Regions from separate parts of the Mus musculus genome. Here region 2 is linked to region 1. The links are chromatin contacts, called in public promoter capture Hi-C maps. All regions are on one chromosome and are shown on one strand. The core of a region is the stretch at or near the end of the contact, and the rest is flanking DNA. Distances in the headings are between cores, read along the strand shown.

Region 1 (4,004 bases), core at 212-2,711:
TGAAGAATTCACAGACAGCACTTAACATGGGGGCATTCTTGTTTCCTGAGCATCGTCTTTGTAGATGAACCTTATCCCACTGTGACTCGGCAGCACAAGTAATATTTACTTGAATAGCCACACATAAAGAACCAACACATACGCAGATCTTAGCAGCCCCAGGAAGCTGTTACCACCCCAGGCTTAGGAGGCAATAGAGATGAGTAGCTCTGGAACTGGGAGAGTCCCAGCTCAGATGACAGACAGGCCACTGCTCCAACATTTCTCTTCTGCTTTCACATCTTCCCATTAATGCTTCCAATGGAAGCTAGAGTCCAGGAAGCCAACATAGCATCACTTAATACGTAGAATTTGGGATCTTGGAACACAGAGCAAGTCAAACTAAGAATCTAGAGCCAAAACCAGACAACAACAAAAAATTAATTATAAGAACATAGTGTGTTTAGAATGAGACCATGTCTCAATAATGAATGGTATTGAATTTCATCTCTTTGATGTCAGGTCTGACGTATACAAATCAAGGCATGAGAACATGCTAATAACCCAAACTCTGACTTCAATGGAGAAGTCACTTTGGATAGCCCCAAATCATATGTATAGATTCTTGTTTAATAGTAAGTCACACCCCATTGTAGAGTTCCATAAAGAATTTTTTTTAAAGAAGGATGTGGTGGAACATGTCTGTAATCTCAGAACTTGGCAGAAAGATCAGAAGTCCAATGTTCACTGCCAGCCTCAAACTATGTAGTGAATTCCAGGCTGACCTGGGCTAAATGAGACTGTTTGTTTGTTTGTTTGTTTGTTTGTTTGTTTGTTTGTTTGTTTTTGAGACAAGATTCCTCTATGTAGCCCTGCCTCTCCTGGAACTTGCTTTGTAGACCAAACTGGCCTCAAACTCATAGACATCTGCCTGCCTCTGCCTCCCAAGTGTTAGGATTAAAGGCATGGGCTACCATGCCCAGCTAGAAACCCATTTTAACAATAACAAAATGATTCATTTTAACTACTATGATGCATGGAAGATAAGACAGTTTATTTGGGGCAAATTGGAAGCTATAGGAATCTAATATATCAGGAAGTGGTCAGTGTCACAAAGCTCTAAATAGGATTTGAGCGGAATACTATACTGTCCAGGGAAAGTGTAAGAGGTTTAAAGGGAACTTCTTCCAATGTGGCAAAGCCATGGGTTGCAGAAGACACAGTTAAGAAGGCTGCTGTCACCATATCAAGCTTGCTTTGGTAGTGAAATATCTACTATGAAAAGGTACTGCCTAAACAGAGAGAGAGGGAAGGAGGTACATATCAACAATGCTTATGCATCAGGAGGAACCAGATGTCCCACAAAACCTTAATACTAATTCACTTTCCTCTAAAATGACAAATTACTCACCGTCCCTTCTGTGTGACCTTTCACTCCCAGTGTGAGGTGCTCTCTTTGTCCATCTGGACTCTCGAAGTCTCTGTTAGGAAACACATAAGCAATGCCAAGCACTGCAACTTGGTCTCATTGCTGCCGTATTAGGAAACATTCGGACCACAGGAAAATGTTTCCATGTTTCCTGGAAACGAGACACCAGATCCAGAAATTGAAGCTCACAGAGCTATTTTCTCAAGCCCTCTAACAATATATATATATATATATTTGTTTCTTTATGTATTGTACAGTCATGAAAAGATGATTAACTTTCAGGCCAGGCCAGACTAGGTCTGAGAACTTGCTTTTCCATTTATTATCATAGTGACTTTTAACAATTCACTTCTTGGATTGTTTTAAGGGTCGGTGATGCTCTATGCATGTACAATAGTTAAAGGAAATAACCTGACGTTCGCCTAGCCCATGGCATACAGTAAACACTTAGCAACTTGAGCTATTTTCTCAAGCCCTCTAACAATATATATATATATATATATATATATATATATATATTTGTTTCTTTATGTATTGTACAGTCATGAAAAGATGATTAACTTTGTATTGTTTCCCTCTTCTTAGGAAAAAAAAACTATATGGCCTTACTCAGAATATCAGAAGATACTTGTAGTGTTATGAAGAAATGTTAGGAAATTTTTAGTCTCTGCTAAGTGTTGGATAGCCTATTTTGTTTGTTTGCTTGTTTTAGTTTGGTTTGGTTCTTTGTTTATTTGGTTTTGTTTTTCATTTCTTTTAAATAAATTGACAGTTATAAAGCACTGCTTCAGTCAATGAACACCACATCATGACTTTATACATTTCTGTCTGATCTTATATCTATAAAGCTGACACTCTGAAGAATAGAGTCAGTTTGAAAATAGCATCTTTAATTTCTCCAGGAAGCACAGATGTAGGCTTTTAATTACTACAGAGATGTAGGATCCTACCCAGGCTACATACAGTCTTACAGAAATACCCCCAATAAATTCTGAAGCTACAGTTTTCCCACATTACTGTCATATATGCGGGAAATAAAATTATTATAGCAAGCAGGACGGCTGAGCCAGAGTGGAAAATTGAACCTAGATATTCCCTGTTGATCCCAGAAGAGTCCCACAGTCCTGCTGGCTTCCAGGGTTTTCAGGCCTGCTGTGGTTGTTCCTGGGTACAGAGCTGTCAGATGTCCGTGTGCAACCGGCAACACTGAACATGTCCTTTGATCATTTTTATCTTCTGTTACAGATGTCCACCTTTTCTTTCTGTGTCGTTATGGGTGGGTGACTATACTATTTTGAGTCATGGGCTTATAGGTTTTGAATCCAAGGAATAGAAAAAAGCTAACTGGAATCAACCTGCATTAATCTACATGAAGTCATCAAAGACATGAAATATTATTAAAACCTGTGTCTATAACAGCTAAGAGTCACTGCTTATTAGCTGCCTTGCAACTTCTGTGTTGTAGAGAAGATGTGGTTTGAAAACAGAAACACATAAGTTTGTGCTGCAGTTCTTTGTGGTTATCAAATAATAAATAAATAAATAAATAAATAAATAAATAAATAGCAGTAAAGATTTTATATCCTTAAGCTCAAATTATCCCTCTTCATGGACATCATGCTAACTGACAGAGATTTTGTGATCATTCACTAGCACAGAATAAACATTTCTGTCCCATCATGACCAAGTCATCAGCACTGTCATGTATGTGCTAAGAGTTCAATCAAGTTATTGAATATTTACTAAGAAACACCGAAGCCCTAACAGTGTGGCAGATGACCACTTCCCCTCCCTTTCCCTCACTTTATAAGGTTTTAATGTAAGCCTTAAACTGGTACAGTCGTTCTAGTGAACCAGTGTGGCCCAAAGGTACCAGAGGATGGACCACTAGGCCCTTTCACACTTAGAATATATAAAAGGTGTAATTTGCTATGGAGCAAAAGCAACCTTAGTTGCTTTTGGAGGCTGTTACTGTTTATAACTGAGAGTCTTTCCCTCTGGGTTTTGAGAGATCATCTTTGTTTAAAAAGAACCCCTTCCTCTGTCTGTAGCAAATAGAGAAGTAACTATAATATAACCACAGTCTGCCACAGCTAAAACACTGAAAGGCGCCTGTGTGTTTGCAGCATCTCTTCGGCCTTCCTAAAAAATATACTTGTATTTGAAGACAAGACCACTAATTATTTTATTAAATTTTAAGTTAGCATATAAAGTGATGAATTTTTATAGCATTGTTCAGTGTGTGTGTGTGTATGTGTGTGTATGTGTGTGTGGTGTGTGTGGTGTGTGTGGTGTGTGTGTGTGTGTGTGTGTGTGTGTGTGTGTGTGTTGTCTTTATAGTTTGCTCTTGTGCATTTATTTCCCTAGTTCCTTGTTGCCCTCATTCTGGTCTCTTTCCTCCCCTGGACTAATTCTCTAAGAGTCATTAATCTTTAGTAAGGAAAGAAAATAAGGAAATGTTTTGAGTTCCTGATTCCTTCTGCCATTTCTACCGTATTTTTTTATCTGAATTGTCTTCCATTATAATAATTATCAGGCTTCTTTAAAAAAAAAAACTCATCAATGCAGTATTGATGTGAAAACCACATGAGATAAT
Region 2 (3,720 bases), core at 517-3,016, 2.1 Mb before region 1:
CTGGGTGTGGCACTTGTGCGCCTGCAGTCCAGTGCCTGGAGACCAAGACCCCTGAGGATCCTGGGGGGCTCTCTCTACCTAGAGGAGTCAGCTGTTGGGGTCCATTTTCAGTCAGAGGCCTTGCTCAAAAAATAAGGTGATGAACAATAGAGGAAGATTCTGATGGTGACCTCTGACCTTCACACATGCAGCATGGGCACCTGCACATGCACACATGCATATACTACACATGTAGTATACATATGCTACGTGTTTACATGTAGACAACAGCTTTAAGGCAGGATTTGTACTGCGGTAGTTTTTCCAAATATACCATCTTGTATGATATAATAGAGAAGCAATCCAGTGCTTTACAAGTGTCTTGTTGAATTAAGTATTTCCACAATACCTTATATGCTAGCTTGAGTTGCTTATACAAGGAAGCAGTAAATTGATACCCTAGTCAAAATACAGATCCACTTTTGTTAAATGTAAGTGATTTGCAAAGTTGGCTGACTTCAGAGATTTTTATACAACTGCTGGCTCTTGCTTAGGTCAGGTTTCTGAATCGTCCTTAAGAGTCTGCTCAAGTGTTTGAAAATTTGCCTCTGTCTCACAGCTGTTGCCACCAAGGCTGACAACCTGAATTCAATTTCCTGAAGCCCACATGGTGCAAGTGTAGACCTGACTCCCAGCAAGTTATCCTCTGACCTCTGTTTGTATGCACACTAATGTACATGCCCATACCATACACACACATACCGCCCCCCCCCAATAAATGTGCTAGGCCCCACCACCATACCAGAGCCCTCCTGAAGTGTACCAGGGCTCTCCTGCCTCCCAGAACCTTTGGGTTTCACTCTCCCTTGTTCAGTTCTTGGTGGTAGTGCTGAGTAGAGCAGTGAGGAGCAGTCGCTTAGCATTCTGCTCTTCCATTTCGTCTAAGTGATGATGAAGTTGTTGGAGTAGCTCTTACTTTAAACACCAGTGTAGTACATACTGGGTGAAGTGTGGCTGATCCGTGACAAGCTGTGAGCTTTTCCTATGGAAAATGTAAACATATACAGGGTCTTCTTAGAGAAAAAGACCAGTGAACCTTTTTCTTCTTACTGAGAAAAATTCATCTCACATCACATTTTAACCTTTTGTGAGCCTATGATTCAGTGTTTTTTTTTAACGCTTTTGTAACCATCACAGCAATTTAATTTCACAATGTTTTCATTAGCACCCCTGTAGTAGACCCAAAGTACCCCTCCCCCAGCTCCTGGCTATTACCAGTCTACTTCCTGTGTGGATTTGCCTGTGTGGGCCATGTTTAATGTAGTTTGTGACCAGCTTCTTTAACTCAGTGTTGGCTTTGTTAGTGCAGACTCCTGTTACAATTCACTCATATTGTGGTATATGTTGGTGTGAGTCTCCTTGACTGTCGTCCCCCCATCATATCTGGTTTTGTCTGTATCAGCGCTCTTGCCTTGGTTATTTGAAGCAGAATGTCACATATAATTCTCTTTCACTCATTGCTACCCAGCATAGCTCTGAAGTCAGGCCTTAAGGACTCTTTCTGATGTGGAGCTAGATCTGATATAATTGTGAGATTCTCTGGCCACCTTCTGCTCTTGTTTATCTGTGTTTTTGAGTCCATTTACCCACTTTATTAACTTGGTCAGATAACGTAAGCTGCTGTAATATTTTGTGTATGAAAAACAGGCAAGAGAACCTGCCGTGCTAGATGACTGGTTGGTTTTGTTTGCTTTTATCTTTAGAAGTTGCTTCCCTTTATTTCCAGTCAGAGCGCTCTGGAATGTTGAAACTGAGAGGCACTTTTGAAACAGTTTCTTTGAGATAAAAAGTTGCTCTCTTTATCTGTGGGTTCTGTGTCATGAGTCAGCTGCCTGAAACATTTGGAATAGCTGGAAAATAAGTCTACTGAACTTGTACAGTTTCCTCCTTGTCATTACTTATTAAACAACACATTGTAGCAACTGGTGGTACACAATTTACATTGTAAAAGGGACCATAGGGAATGTGATCTATCTTACAGTATAGGTCAGAATATCTAGGTTCTATGCAAATATTATACCATTTTATCTAAGGATTGTGGATATTTGTAGGTTTTAGTATACAGGGAAGCTCTCAGCTCCCATCTTCCATGGATTCCAGTGGAGGATGTTAATCTTACATCCCATCTAGCTTCCTCATTTGAGTTTAAATTCAGTTAATACGTTTGTAGAATTGTGCAGCCATTATCATAATCCATTTACAACATTTCTTTGCCTCTAAAGTCTATATCTGTTAGTATTGCCCATTTCCTTCAATCCATCTTCCATGCAAGCCATAGGAAACTTCTGTTCCCTTTCTGCTTTTTAGAGTCGCCTGTACTAGTAATTTCTTGTAATAATTGTGATAGGATCATACCATCTGTGATCTTTTGTGACTGTTTCTTTTACTTAGTGTCATTTTAAGGTTCTCCTACGTAGCATGTAGATGTAGTTCATCCCTCATTGTTGTCAGTTATATAGATAATGTTGATGGGCCCTTGGTTTAATCCATTTCGTGGCTGCCGTGACTAGTGCTGCTGTGAGCATTGCCGTAGAGAGGAGTCGTCCACGCTATCCTGCTTAGTCCTCTGTTTTGCAGATAGGTGCTCCTATGTCCCAAAGGTCACACTTTTTGTTTTAAAGAAGTGATGTTAAATGTCTTCAGTATTATTTTTAAAGTATTTTTCTCTGTAGAGGCTACTTTGTTCCCCAGTTCTAAAGCCTGATGTTTGCCTTGTGTTTGTTTCCAGGAGCTTTTGACGGGAGGCCAGCAGACTATTTATTCATGCTTCTCTTTAACTGGATCTGCATCGTTGTATCCTTCAGGGCTGCTCAGGCCATAATGAACTCCCTACTTCCCTTTTAAGGTTTTGGGAAATAGTATTCTAAAAACGATTTAAATCAGTTTTGATACCTTTTAAAAACTATAGTTAATAATGAGAATATCAGGTTCTGTCTTTGAAGCCAGGGTAAATCCCATGTTTTGGAGATGCCTTCTCTCACTGGAGTCTCTGGGATTTTTATCCATATTCAGTGGAATTTTATTGCTGTCTCCTTGAGCCCAGTTCTCTGTGTTCCCTGGGATGACAGTTTGTTGACTGAAGCACAGATATTCCATGCCAGCCACAAGACAGCTTTCTGGTTCTTTCCAGAAATTAATTTACAGCCAGCATCATTTCATGACTTCGTTGCTGTCCATCTTTTGGTCCTAAATAACAATCTAGTCCATAAAGCACCCCCCTCTGGGCATGGTCTATCTCTGTGTGAGGCACTATTGATAAGCAAACAGTTGGACCTGACGACTGTTTAAAGTTGATCAAGAGCCAGAAACATAAAGGCCTGGAATACTCCCTCTCCTTTAAGAGAATGGAGAAAAAAAAAAAAAAAAAAAAAAGCTGTCCCTGAGTGTAAGCATTTGTTTCAAATGCACAGATCTGTCTATCCTGTAGTTGAATGCTAAATAGTAAAATAGTAGTAGGGTGTAGAAGAAGATACCAGGTGAGCAGGTCATGGTGAGGCTGTTCATTTCCATGTCTCCTGCTCTACTGACTGTACTGGCGAGTGGATATTTCTGCAGTGATCAGAACTTTTGTGTGTTCCTATATCTTGAGTAATCTGATAGTTAGAAAGTGTTTTCCTTTGGAACAGTGTAGTGACGTTCACTGGAGAGAAATGAGCAGCTCAGCCTTGGTATCTATAGAAT

The links. Promoter capture Hi-C pulls out the DNA fragments that hold promoters and counts their contacts.
Region 2: a promoter capture Hi-C map of liver shows a contact between it and region 1, with 5 times the contacts expected there. The contact joins two enhancer-like sites. A contact is called at or near these places in 2 of 39 promoter capture datasets (frontonasal cranial neural crest and liver).

What each region holds. Positions count from the first base shown.
Region 1 is chr15:55,774,183-55,778,186 of GRCm38.p6, reverse strand. All of the region lies in intron 2 of Sntb1 (syntrophin, basic 1), which reads left to right. Among named protein-coding and RNA genes, the nearest start is that of Sntb1, 130 kb to the left of the region's middle. Within about 2 kb of position 1,461, at least 4 of the 459 cell types and tissues checked have an H3K27ac peak or open chromatin away from gene starts, as enhancers often do. A contact at or near this core is called in liver, where this site is marked.
Region 2 is chr15:57,879,112-57,882,831 of GRCm38.p6, reverse strand. Derl1 (Der1-like domain family, member 1) reads left to right here. Exons shown (of 8, transcript NM_024207.4): 3 at 2,768-2,832. Among named protein-coding and RNA genes, the nearest start is that of Derl1, 11 kb to the left of the region's middle. Within about 2 kb of position 1,766, at least 40 of the 459 cell types and tissues checked have an H3K27ac peak or open chromatin away from gene starts, as enhancers often do. A contact at or near this core is called in liver, where this site is marked.